Linked DNA regions of Mus musculus: region 2 is linked to region 1. Evidence: chromatin contacts called from public HiChIP or PLAC-seq data. All regions are on one chromosome and are shown on one strand. The core of a region is the stretch at or near the end of the contact, and the rest is flanking DNA. Distances in the headings are between cores, read along the strand shown.

Region 1 (6,541 bases), core at 238-2,737:
AACACTATCTGGGACTTCTGTATTAGTGTCCAGTCTCACAGGTGACAAGACTGAAGCTCAGGCAATGAACCATGGGGCTGGAGATGTAGACCCTTGAGCTGGAGTCAGGAAACCTCCAGTGTCACCATCAGCCTGTGCCCTCTCATCCCCCATTGCTATCCCCTGGGCCTCAGACAGCTGAGTGTTTGTGCACATGTTTGCTGTGTGTTCTGTCTTCTGTGTTCCCGGATCTGCCACATGGCCCCAGGGAGAACATAGTTGAGAAGCAGCGACCTCCAGGGGCTGCCACTGGGGCAGGCTGGGGGTGCAGAATACAAGGGGACAGGAGAGGTCAGAGTCCTGCAGACTGGCCCTGCTTGCTACCCTTCCCGATGGCTTTCCTGTCTCCTCTGGCTTGGCTGTTGGCAGACCAGGCAGTCCTAGTGTCGAGTAGCCTTTGTGGCCACAGCCTTGGGCCTTGCCCTCTTGTGCCCTGCTATGGAGTGACCATCCGTGACAAGGTCTGTTCACTTCTGGGACCCGTTACAATTTTCTTGCCTTCCTCTCCTGACAGTGAACTGTTCTCTATAAAAATGGGAATTTTAGGTGCTTTCGTCTCTAGCTGCCACTGGTGCCTTTGCACCTGATGCTGATCCATAGTGGCCTTGGGTGCGAAGCATCGCGTGTCTGCAGTACGCGCCGCTGTGGTGAGGCCCAGGCTTGTACAGCAGCAGAAGCTGTCTCTCACTCTGACACCTGGCCCAGTGGGCCAGACGTGTGTCCATTCACCAAGCCCCAAGAGAATAAATGTCCTGTCACCCGCTGCCTGTGCTGATGGTGCGCTGAGGACAGCGGGCACCTCAGACATGGTACAACCCTCCATTGTCACCCTCTGCAAGTCACATGACAATTATGAAAAATACACAAAAATGTACATACGGGAGGAATGGTTGCACCAAGAGGCTGGGGCTCCCTCAGGCAAGAGGGGGGGGTGGTTAAAGGGCAGACCCAGAGGAATATGGAGAGTGCGGTGGGAGGCCTGCCTCCATCCTGAGAAGGCATCTACCCCATCTCCTGTTTCACCTTCCACCATTTTCCCTCCAGGTCAGAAAACCCAGCCAGGAAGCGCTACTGGCCCTTCTGGAGCAAGGTCTCATTTCCCAGTGTGACATTGAAGGCTAAGTATGTCCTGCTCTGCTGGAGCGGTCTGCTCCCAGCCGTGATGATGAATGCAGGAAGGAGGCCATGAGCGTAAGTCTTCCTTGGGAGTGGCTTGCACAGCTGGTGGCTAATTCAGGACTTGAATTCTCACAGGAGTTGAACTTCAGGCATGCACCATTCTCTGAGTTAGATGGTCAGAGTTTATTCAGGAAAGTTTCATGGGTAACCTTGATCCTGTCTTTAGACATGCTCATTCTTGGAGTACCAGGGCTGGAGGAGTCTCAGCCAAGTGAGTGCCAGTCACCAGCCACTTACACTGTTGACACTGCTGCTGGGCGGGATGCCCAGTCTTACAGTAAAGCTCAGTCTAGAGGCGTGGGGCCCACGATGGTGTATGAGGTAATGTGTTACACAGTACTTAGTAAAAAAAAACCCTTTGCTATATCTAATGTGTTATATAAACATGTTAGACCAGGAGGGGTGTGAGCAGTAAGCAGTCCCTGATGGGTGGGGTGGCAGCACACTTGGAGGGGCAGAGGTGTGTGCTCAGGGGCCCTGCCAGCTTGGTTTTCCATGTAGCATCCAGTGGTAGCAGGCTGCATACCACTATTAAGGGACTGTATAGGCAGCCAGGGCTTCCTCCTTCCTCCTTCTTCCTTGGTAGGTGGTGAGCGTGCTGGCTTCTGCTGTACTTACCCAGTGCCCCAGCCCGGCCTTGCTTGTTCTCTGTGTTCAGGGACCATCATGAGCCATCTCATTTCCTTTGGCAGCTGCCCCTTCACTGCCCTGTACAGATGAGGCTTGTGTGCTTGACCCCTTCCTCGAATTATGGCTCAGAGCTGCAGGATTGGTCCAGCCTTTTAGGAAATAATTTTGCATAAATGGTTTTAAAATCCTAGGCCTGGGTGATGAGCACAGGGTGAGCAGAGAGCTGGTCTCTTGTTCAGAGAGGAATGACGTGAGAGGAAGGAATTATCTCCTTCCCCAAAGTGCAAAAGCATTATACGCCATGTAGCTAAAAAATTATATTGCAGTGTCAGAACATTTGGCAATTATTCTTCATTTATATAAAAGTGTTTTTTCAACTATGCGTTAAAGGTCTAGATTTTTAAACTAATTTAATTTTTTGCATATTCCATATGTTTATAAGATGAATCAGTCTGAGGAATAATTGATTATTAAAATTCAAATTCTCCAGGGTTCTTTTATAAATTTCAAGTTTCTCTAAAAGAAATTTAATTTACTTTGCAAAATGAACCTGGATAATAGCATTTAGTCGGGGTGTTTGGCAGTTGAGCAGTGAACTTTGCCAAGTAGATCTCCGTTTTCATTTAGAACTCTGTCCAACGGGTTTCCAAGGTCACAGCTGGCACTCAAACACCTTATCCCTAAAGACTGGCAGTGCCGAGGGCACCAGAGCCGAAAGCATTGCTGCAGGATTCACTTTATTTTGTCTCCAAATACTCCATTCTTATCAGCAATGTCTGTCCCAGCCCTCAGCCATTTGGAATATAAAGCAAGCCTCCCGTGGAGTAGACAGTCCGATCCCACAGCGAGGGCATTTGCAGAAGAAACTGCTTTCTGGCTTGTGACTCTGAAGCCCTACTATGCACCGCTTAGCTCTGCTCTCTTGTGTCTGGAGGGCTTGCTTACCTTTCCATGGACCCCACAGGAGAAGGAGGTATTGTGCTCTTTGCCCCAGCTGTGCTTTGGTTCAGTTCTTTTCCTGGAGCCTGGAAGTTAGGGGGGTCCTGAACACCAAGAGCTTGGGGGCTGCCATCTTCTCAGCTGGGAAGTGGAGGTGTGTGTAGCATGAGGTGCTTTTATTTGAGGAGTACAGGCCCACGTATGTGTTGTGGAGCTCCCCAAACAGAATGTTGTCTGGTTCTGTGGGTAATACCCCAAAACGCTGTGGTAAATACTCAGGAAGCCCTTGGCTTACAGATGATGGAAGCGGCTCTCTGGGTTCTGTGTGCCCTGTGTTTGGATATTGGGACATCTGTATACACATCAGCACATGCCAACTCAGAAGGAGGCTGCTCTGCGGGAAAGGACTTGTCACATGGAAAACACACACATCTGTCTTCTCCTCAGTTTTCATTCTCGTTGGGAATCGTAATCAGTCAATTGTGATGCCAGCAGCTTAGGTGCCTGTATGACGGGGACCGTTACCTCGCCTGCAGTACCAGTTAGACCACGCAGCCTTCCTGTGGAGACCAGGGCTCAGTTCTTGGTAGATCACCTGTGTACTCACAGTGCTTTGTTCACATCTTTCCCGACACCCGATCACTGTTAGTGACACTCTCCTCTCTGTCATCACAGGCTGCTGCATGTCCATCTCCTTTCACTTAGCAGTTGAGTTATAAAGTCCCATTTACCTGTCCCTTGAAGTGGCAAGCTCTGACCTGGGGTCACTGTGGCCTTGTGCCATCAGCACCCAGCACAGGCCAAGCCCAGAGCCCGTGCTGAATAAATGTTAGTTGTCGGATGAATGGATTGGTAAAAACGGCGAGAGCTGTATCTTGTAATTATATCTAGACAGGATAAACAGGCCACTGGAGACCAATTATAATTCCTCTTGCTTGCAGGGAGGCCATTAGCATTCTGCGATTATAACTAATTGTCAGAAGCCTGGTTTTCTCTCAACACGTTTTCACAGTAAGGCTTCCTCATTTTTTGTCGTCATCCCTATTTTGAGCTCATTTTTATTTGTGCATTTATTTAAGAAGAATGCTGTGGTTATGGGCTGTAAAGAATAGTTGGCTCCAAGCAACTCAGTGAAGATCGCCATTCCACACATGTGGTTCCCAGGGCTGCTGGGATGTCATGTCTCGTCACTGTGTGCTGCCTTCTAATGACTCTGGATTTGTCTTATATGGTGTAGTAATAAGGTCATGTGGGTGTGGTGGTCGAGAGGAGTGGAAAGAGATACAGGGAGCTCTTTAGTTGCCCGTTACCCTGGATACAGAGGTCTCACATCCTCATTTATTGTGGCTGTCACTGAACAACTCTGCTCAGCGTTACATCAGAAGTCTGTGTCCTCAGAGCTTGAAGGCAGAGAGAGGCCTTTTCCTTATTTGTGTTCTGGGCTTGGATTACCCTTCCCTCACCCCAATTAGATTTCTCTCTGTGTGTGTGTGTCCCGCTTTGCTTGTCTGTGTACAAATTCTCAACAGAAGATGGCTATATTACCCACCCAGAATTCTTTACTGTACTCTAGCAGTGCTGTGTCCCTGAGAAAGATGGAGCTTGGAGAGAAAATGCTTCCCTCCCTCCCTCCCTCCCTCCCACTCTCTCCCCCTCCCTTTCTTCCTTCCTTCTACTTTTTCTTGTTTACTTATTTTGAGATATTCTTTCTAAACATTTGGAGATAGCTTTTTTTTTTTTCTTTTTTTTCCTTTTTCGAGACGGGGTTTCTCTGCATAACAGAATGCTGGCTGTCCTGGAACTCACTTTGTAGACCACTCTGATCTTGACCTCACAGAGATCTGCCTGCCTCTGCCCCTCAAACTGATGGGATTAAAGGTGTACCTCACCAGGCCCAACAGGAGGTAGCTTTTGATTGAGCTTACAGGAGAGTTAGAAGAATGGAAGCTGTGTTCTCCCTCCCCCTTCTCTAGGAGCCTGTCACTTTGGTTTGTGTCATCCTTTCTTCTCTGTTCACACACACACACACATGCATGTATACATATGTGTGTAAAGCATGTGTGTACATGTGCACATATGTGTGTGTGTGTCTATACACACACATATGAGCCATTTGAGACTGACTTGGAGACAAGATCATTTGACATTACGCAATACAAGAGCGTTGAAGTCTCTCTTGGCCCTGAGTCCTCCTGTCTCCAGTGTCCTGACCTTAAACACTTTCTGAATCTTTAGATCTTGTAACCTGGGAGGTCTTGACACAGTGTAGGCCAGTTCCTTGGTAGAATGTCTTCCATCTTGGCACTGCCTAGTGTTTCCTTCAGGCCTCATGTTAGCCTCTGTTTCTTTGACAGGACTGTGGTAGACATGACATTCTCTGGCTCTGTCACAGCAGGAAGCTCAGGCCCCAAACCCTGTGATGTTGGTTTAGGTGTAGTGAGAGTCAGGCGAGTGCCTTGCTTCTCCACCGCGCCCACTGCTCTTTCCCACCTCACTGGGATTCGAGAAGCAGTCTTCAGAGAGGTTTTGTGTAAGTCTGTGGCCCCTTCGCCCTCTTACATTCTTGTTACTTCTCCAGTCAGATCTGTGGCTCTGGAGTTTCCTTTGACATGGCATGGTTTTGGTAAGAAGATAAGGACTTCATTTTTGTATGATCTTCTGTGTCATTGGGTAAGTTGGGTATGTAAGAAAGCTGGCTGACTTCATCTCCAGTGTGAGGTTCAGTGGTGTCTGCTCGCTGCTTCTCGCTGTGGTTCTCAGTTCAGCCTGAGAGGTGCAGCCTTCCTTCCTACCTTTCCCTCCGCTCTACTTCCTAGAGCTCAGCTTTCTTGGATTGCTCTAACATGGTGAAAACGGAAACATTGCTCTTTAACATTGTCTTTTTCTGCTGTGTTTAATGTAGCAGGTTCAGTGTTTATATCCTTCTAATTTATTTACCTTTGTCATCAAGGAGAATTCTTTGCATTTAAAAGTTTCTCCTTTTATGAGTCTATGATTGAGTCTCTTCTGTCTAGACTCATGGGTTATGTCTTTTAATTGGCATACTTAATCCGGTTTGCTTAATATAGTTGTTGACATCTTTGGATTTATTCCTACCCTCTTGCTATCTGTTTTTCATTTTTCTTACCAGTTTTTGTTCTTTTGTTAAATTCTTTCTTTGTGTAGTGGAGTAACTGAATGCTTTTTAGAATTTTAATTTTAGGATTTAGATTTTTTTTTAAACCACATGATCATCTCATTAGATGTTGAAAAAGCATTTGACAAAATGCAACATCCCTTCATGTTAAAAGTCTTGGAAAGATCAGGAATTCAAAGCCCATACCCAAACATAATAAAAAACAATGTACAGCAAACCAATAGCCAATATCAAGCTAAGTGGAGAGAAACTTGAAGCAATCCCACTAAAATCAGAGACCAGGCAAGGCTGCCCACTCTCTCCCTACCTATTCAATCTAGTACTCAAAGTTCTAGCCAGAGCAATTAGACAACAACAGGAGGTCAAAGGGATACAAACTGGAAAGGAAGAAGTCAAGATATCACTATTTGCAGATGATAATGATAGTATACATGAGTGAACCCAAAAATTCCACCAGAGAACTCCTACAGCTGATTAAACAACTTCAGTAAAGTGACTGGATATAAAATTAACTCAAACAAATCAGTAGCTTTCCTCTAATCAAAAGATAAATGGGTTGAGAAAGAAATTAGGGAAACAACATCCTTCACAATAGTCACAAATAATATAAAATATCTT
Region 2 (6,541 bases), core at 1,965-4,464, 370 kb before region 1:
TTCTCAATGCTTGTGAGAAAAGTCTGACCACAGTTTCTTCAAAACATAGGATTGCTCTCAGAATGTGTTTTTCTGCCCTCTTGCATGTGGTAGGTAGGAATGGGTTGCTCCAATTTACCCACTGATTCTTGTTTTTGTTATTCAGAATGTTTACAGCCTGGACCTATGTCGCCTTTACTCAGGTGACCCTCAGAGTATAAATTGTCTGTTCGATGCTCTAAATGGAAGTTGGTTGTTCCCTGAGACTTGAGTCTGTGTCATTCATCGGCTCCGCTCTCACAGGTCCCACTGCCTCTAGTGTGGTGACAGATACTGTACCTCCTGGATCTGGAGATGGAAGCGAGGCATCATGCAGGTGCTGGGAATCCAACCCAGGTCCTCTGGGGGGAAAAAAATCAATAATGTTAACCACTAAGCCATTTCTCCAGCAGTGTGAGCTCTCTATGTCTTACAGACAACGTGTGTGGTGTCTACAGGGTTTTATCACGTAATTAAGTGGATGGCAAAGGGCAACTGCATAGCCGGTCTTGTTCTGCCATCTTCTGTGACCTTCCTGACCCAGGAAGGGGTCCCTTCTACTGAGACTTTCGTTTAATAACCCAAGTTGTCTGCGAATGATATTGTCCACCCCTCTGGGGTGATTCCACGTGAATTCCGTTTCCCTTTGCTAAGCTGTGGTTTTGAAGTTACCGTAGTAATTCCTGAGCTTCTCTAGGGCTTTTGTATACAACTCTGGTTTTGGTTAACCCACTCCCACGGACCGCCCCACCTCCCATGCATATCGCTTAAATCTCCATAGCCTCCCTTCTTTCAACTCCTATCTGTTCTACTAACCCTCTGATTATTAGTGTTTGGGGCTCTTTTGTGAGTCAGTAGACCTCCATGTGACCCTTCAAGCCCCCTTCCTTTGGGTTACTCTCCCCCTCCCTCAAAGGCCCCCTTCTTGTTTCCTGGCTTCTGCCCATGGCTCAAGGGAAATACACAAGGTGTGAAGCTGGGATCTGCATGCAAGAAGCTGAGCTTTTTGGCTTCTAGGGATAACTTTCTGACCTCACACAGTTGTTTTAGCCTAGGCTGGAACTCCTAGTTCTTCTGCCTGTACTTTTCTATACGCTGGGATGGCAGAAATAGGTAGCTTTGGAATCGCCAAGTATCAAATTCAAACATTCTCGAGTTGTGGTATACAGGGAAGACAGTGAGTGGGAGTCTGAAAAGGCTGTGAGTCCCTCACAGGAGCTTTACCCCAAATGAGATGCATTTAGTAAGCATCCTTCATGATCCTGTGAAAAAAGACCATGGCCTCTTGACCACCAGACCCAAAGCCTGACTAGACCCTGCAACCAACTAACCAACACTGGTTCCGCAGCACTGCAGCCCAGTTCAGATTCAAGCGGCAAGCATTCAGGACTGTCCGTGTCCCTATTTGCTAAGCTGGAACTGCAGGATGAACTGGACCTATAGGAAGAATAACCTCCAAATAAAAGGCCCAGTGAGCTACATTTTGTCCAACTGCTCCTTTGTGGAAGGTTTCCCTGCTGCCCCTGAGGCACACTCACCGGTGGGTTTTTGGGTTTTTTTTTGTTGTTGTTGTTGTTGTTTGTTTTTTGTTTTTCTATTCTGGTCAGTACCAATTATAGCTTCTGTATGTTCTAGTGTTTTCTGTGAAGAGACCTGTGTGGACTCTCTTCCTGACAGTCGTCTATGGAGTGCTAAGATGGGTTTTCTGACTGAATAACAATCTCTCCAAATCCCTGGGTCCACAGGCAGGTTTTCTTCCTTCCCTCTTTCAGTATCCTTTGTGTATGTGTGTGAATGCATGTATGTGTGTGCATTCATGCATGCATACAGGTGTGTGTCCATATGCATGTTCATGTGTGCTATGGCATACTCGTGGGGGTTAGGGAACAACTCCCTGAACTCAGTCCTCCCTTTCCACTGGTTCCACAGGCCATACTTACACCTCCAGGTTTGTGCATTTTTGCAAGAGCCTTTACCCACTGAGCCATCTCATTAGCCCTTAAAGAGGTATGTGTTGTATCAGGACACACCAATGCTGAAGAACACAGGACCATTTCAGGAGGGTAGGGCTGGGAGGTGGTTAGACCACTCCATATCTGAACCCTAGATGTCTGCCCTAATTTCACAGAGCTGGTGGCTTCCAAGATCATCACAGTGAAGGAAGCAGGAAGGAATGTGGGGTGGGAAGAAGCATAGAAACTGCCTTTTTTTCCTGCTCTGTCGGCACATTTATAACAAAATTGTAACTGTATAATGTTATGGTATTATTTAACTGACGTGTGTACTTTGGAATGTTTATAGCCACCATAAATCAAGAGGCCGCCAAAGCAGGGCAGTGGCCACAGGTAGACATTCCAAGGAAAACGTATGAAATAAGTAATGCAATCACAGAGCACCCACGTTCCAGCCCCAGCCAGAGATCGGAAAATGAAGCAGCCGTTGTCCAAATGCAGGCACCCCCAAAATGAGTTTTCTGGGAATGGAGGTGGCTGCGGCCTCCTCGCAAGCTCTCAGTGAAGATGCGGAGTGAGGACGGTTATTAAACCAGTAAGAACAAAATGGCTGACCCCAGAGAACACCTGGCTCTGCAGGCCCTGCTGCTGAGCTTAGTGACAACCCTCAGTGGCAGTAGCTTCCTATGCTGGGAGCTGGATCGTGATGGTATTTATTTCCCTATTTATGACTTCTGCCCAATTTACATTATCTAAAGAGAAGGATTTGCACTCCCTAAGGCATAAAATCCTATGGATTTACAAACTGTTCGATGCCTGCCCTCAGTAATTTTTTTTCGGGGCTTAAACTACTTTTATATCTTGACCAGTGGCTTGTAAAATGCACATCAAAATGAGTTCTGGCTAGATAAGGATCTGGCCATTAAAACTCTGTGGGCCCTTGGTCTGAAGGCAGCGGCCGTGCAATCCTCAGGACACTGTCGCTATTCTTTAATCCCCGGAGCTCTCATGCCTAACCTCACAGTGGGGAAGGTGAGCCCTGAAACTGGAGGTTTTGTTCGTTTTAAGTGTTTGCAAAACACCTTAGAGCCCCTCTGTCGGCCTTTGGGCCTTCAAGGCAAAAAAGTATAAGCTTAGGTGGTAAAAAAGAAAGCTAAAAGTTAAAAATTAACAAATAGGGATTAATCACACCCCAGAGGGCAGCAGGCTGTTTTTCCTCTTCTTGGACAGGTTGTATGATCTAACACACTGGAAGAAAATGCCCAGGTTGTTTCTCCCGGTGCCAGAGAGGATATAGTCTAGGGGAGTTTCTACCCATTCCACTTTTGTTGAGTTCAATTTTTCTCTGTTTATCAACTCAGGAATGTGGACGAATTTAGGATTTTCAGATGTAAGGGTCTGGCAGGGTAGGAAACTGGTGGTGCCGGGCTCTCTTTATTCAGGAAGATTCCAATTTCAGGGCCTGTCCAGGCTACGGGTGTGATTAGGAACAGCCCAGGCAACTTAGCCTAGTCTCAACATCAAAAGCAACAGGGCCCACAGGGCTCGGGCTGTAGATCTTTGGCTGAGTGAGAGACCTTGCATTCTAGCCCCAGTAACAAATGGAAGTAAGGGGGAGGGAGGGGAAGGGAGGGAGAAAAGAAAAGTAGGAGGGAGGGAATTTCCAACTGCTGCCTTGAGGCTCTGAAAATGGCTTTAAATTTTTAAAATAAGATAGAGCTCCTAAACCCGTAGCAAGGAACATTTACAAAGAGCTATTGAGAACGGAGACCCTGGGCACCTCTCAGTCTTTTACAGTCCCTCCATGCACCGAGATTCTGATCCTAAAAAACTACCTTCAGAGCATCAACAACAACAAAATCACAATAATCTCAAACTCTTGGCCTAGAATTTATATTTTAGCCTGGCACCGAAATAAAAACAAACAACAACAACAACAACAACAACAACAAATTGTCACATTCAACTTCTTTTGGGGGAACCTCTCATGCCCAAACCTCTGTAGGCTTGGGAGTCCTTTTTTTTTTTTTTTTGGTAAGGCTAGGGCAGGGGGATTTGATGGATGGCCCTCTCCTGGGGTGGGGGAGGTATCATCTGATGAGGCTCCAGCAGCCAGGATGGATGCACTTCCACCCTTCCTCCCTGCCCCTTGCAGCCTTGCTGTCTGCCCCTGGATGGGAAACAACAGTCCTGCTTAGCATCCTGCTTCTTCTAAATGAGACAGATAGGGATTGAGACAGTAGAACTCCAGGTGTTGGCGTTTGAGCCATTAGATTATAATTATGTTTTAAGAAAACCACTGCAAAAGCAAAAATAAAATTGAAAAAAACCTAACCCCCTAGAATTTAGATTTAGCACCCCCTCCCCTTTGTCCTCTGTCTGACTCCTCGTGTGGCCTCTCTCACCAGCCCTAGATGATTTATTATTTCAGAGACCCAGAGGGGACACAGCCCTGCCACTCTGTAAAGGTCACACTGTTAGTAGAGACTTTATCTGGGTCAGAGGCTGCCCTCGCATACCAGGGAAAAGCCCTCTATGAAGTTAATGAACAACCAGCCAGAGCAGGTCTGTGGCCAGCATTGCCGTGGTAGAGAATGGCTGGCCTTGTGGTGATCCAACTTCTGCACCACCCACCCACTCCTAACAGAGAGATTCCTGTTTTTATCACATCTGCAATGCTGGACCCACCCTGGGAATTCACTCTCCACGGAATGGTGTCTTTACAAAAACTCATTTAGCCCAGGCAGGCTTTCATTTTTTTTCTTCCCTGGTTGGGGGGTGGTCTCCATCTGAAGGAGAGAGAAGAAGGTTGACCTTGATGAGCAAACTACTGTCCCCAGGGTATCCAGGTTGTATCTAGGTTGGAATTTGGGGCCCATTCAGTATATAAGTAGTCACCTAGACATAAAAGGTCAAAAGTAGACAAAAGGCCAACTCCAAGCTGCTCCCCTCCCTTGTCTGACCACAAGGCAAGTGTTCTGAGAGTGTTGGGATTGAAAGAGCCTTAACAGCCCTTAGCATGCACCCCATCATGATGATCTTGGAGAGGGGAGCCTCATCTATAGAGACCACAGCCAAGGCTCACACTAACGAGCAGACTACATGATAAAACATCCACAAGGTGATTCATTATGAAGTCGGGGTGCCCCAAGCCCCTACAACCCCCATTCTACTTTTGCTGGAGGAACTTAGTCACAAGCTGGGGAGCTGGCCTAGTTGGCAGAATTCTATACAAGTGTTCAGACCTGAGTTTGGATCCCTAGAACCTGCATAAAAAGCTGGGTACAGTTTGTATACCTGTAACCCCAGTGCTGGGGAAGTGGAGACAGGTAGATGCCTAGAGCTGACTGACCAGCCAACCTAGCCTCACAAGTTCAGTGAGAGGTCCTGTCTCAAACAAAACAAAACAAAACAAAACAAAACAACTGAGAAAGATACCCACCTCTGTCATTATACACACACATGCACACAAATGCATAGCAGTACATACATGAACAAGTATGCTTTGTGTGTACCACCACGTACACACAAAGGACTCGACCTAGAAGGCCAGATTGCCCCTGTAAAGCTTGCTTCAGCCAATACCTCTTAAACAGGTGTAAGAGGAAGTGATATGAAAGGGCTCCATTTCTGACAATCACTCTCAATTCTATCAATAAATGCCCACAGTGCTAGCTAGAGTCATAGCTCAGTGGTAGAGAGCTTGCCTAGTATACATAAGGCCCTAAGTTCAATCCTCCAGCACTCTCAAAACACAAAATAATAAGTGCCAATAAACACCAAACCTAGCATTCTCCTTATTCCTTCTGCCCGTGAAGAGTGTTGAGAAAGACAAGGGAGATGAGCTCACAACTCCAGAGCAAGAGATGCTGAGGCTGGGCTGCTGGGTCTCATCGGGTAGTCCTTTTGTGCAATGCCTAGGCTCACTCTGTATGGGTAGAGGAAGGAGCCATCACAAGAATTACAGCACACACAGAGTTCCATCTTCTAGAAGGCTTTGCTTTGAAAGGACAGTAAAGGTGGCTCAGCAGAGGACATTTTTATAATGGTCCCTTCCCTCCCGGGATGTCAAGGGAGATTCTGCACTTAGAGCACTGCCTTCTTTATGGCAGTAAACCGCACCTGCAGCTATGTGTCCTCCAGACTCAGCTTCCTGCCCAGGCTTACTCTGATTTTTAGAGAATCCTTAACAACAGCAGAAAATGGAGGAAGGTCTCTCCTGAGCAACAGGACAAAAGTTGGACATTAAAAAAAAATCTCGTAACAGAAAGTTAATGCTGTCATTGTAAAATCACCCAGAGAAGACCTGGTGAGTTCTCAACAGCCTACTACTTTCTTCTTCTTGAAGCAGAGAAGAGAGGATAGGGTTAGAATGGAGAAAACAGAAAACAGCAGGATTGGGTGGTTAAGGCCTAAGTCATTCCAGCTTCTCAGGAGACTGAAGCAAAATAATAATATTAGTAATAACTAACAATAAAATAAAAACCTCAAGTTCAAAGTCTGCCTGGGTTACAAAGTAAGCTCAAGGTCAGTTCATTAGACTCTCCCTGAGCCAAAATTGAAAAGTGAGC

Evidence for each region. HiChIP or PLAC-seq counts read pairs in DNA pulled down with a chosen protein or histone mark.
Region 2: a contact with region 1 is called in an HNF4G HiChIP or PLAC-seq map of pancreatic cancer cells. The contact joins two enhancer-like sites. A contact is called at or near these places in 4 of 484 Hi-C or Micro-C datasets (bone marrow-derived macrophages, cerebral cortex, embryonic stem cells and 1 more), 1 of 115 datasets of contacts at active chromatin or transcription factors (pancreatic cancer cells) and 1 of 9 other capture datasets (embryonic stem cells).

Annotation. Positions count from the first base shown.
Region 1 is chr2:173,603,422-173,609,962 of GRCm38.p6, reverse strand. It overlaps the pseudogene Ppp4r1l-ps. Among named protein-coding and RNA genes, the nearest start is that of Ankrd60, 28 kb to the right of the region's middle. Within about 2 kb of position 1,487, at least 40 of the 459 cell types and tissues checked have an H3K27ac peak or open chromatin away from gene starts, as enhancers often do. A contact at or near this core is called in pancreatic cancer cells, where this site is marked.
Region 2 is chr2:173,974,399-173,980,939 of GRCm38.p6, reverse strand. No RefSeq gene overlaps it. Among named protein-coding and RNA genes, the nearest start is that of Gm30143, 42 kb to the left of the region's middle. Within about 2 kb of position 3,214, at least 58 of the 459 cell types and tissues checked have an H3K27ac peak or open chromatin away from gene starts, as enhancers often do. A contact at or near this core is called in pancreatic cancer cells, where this site is marked.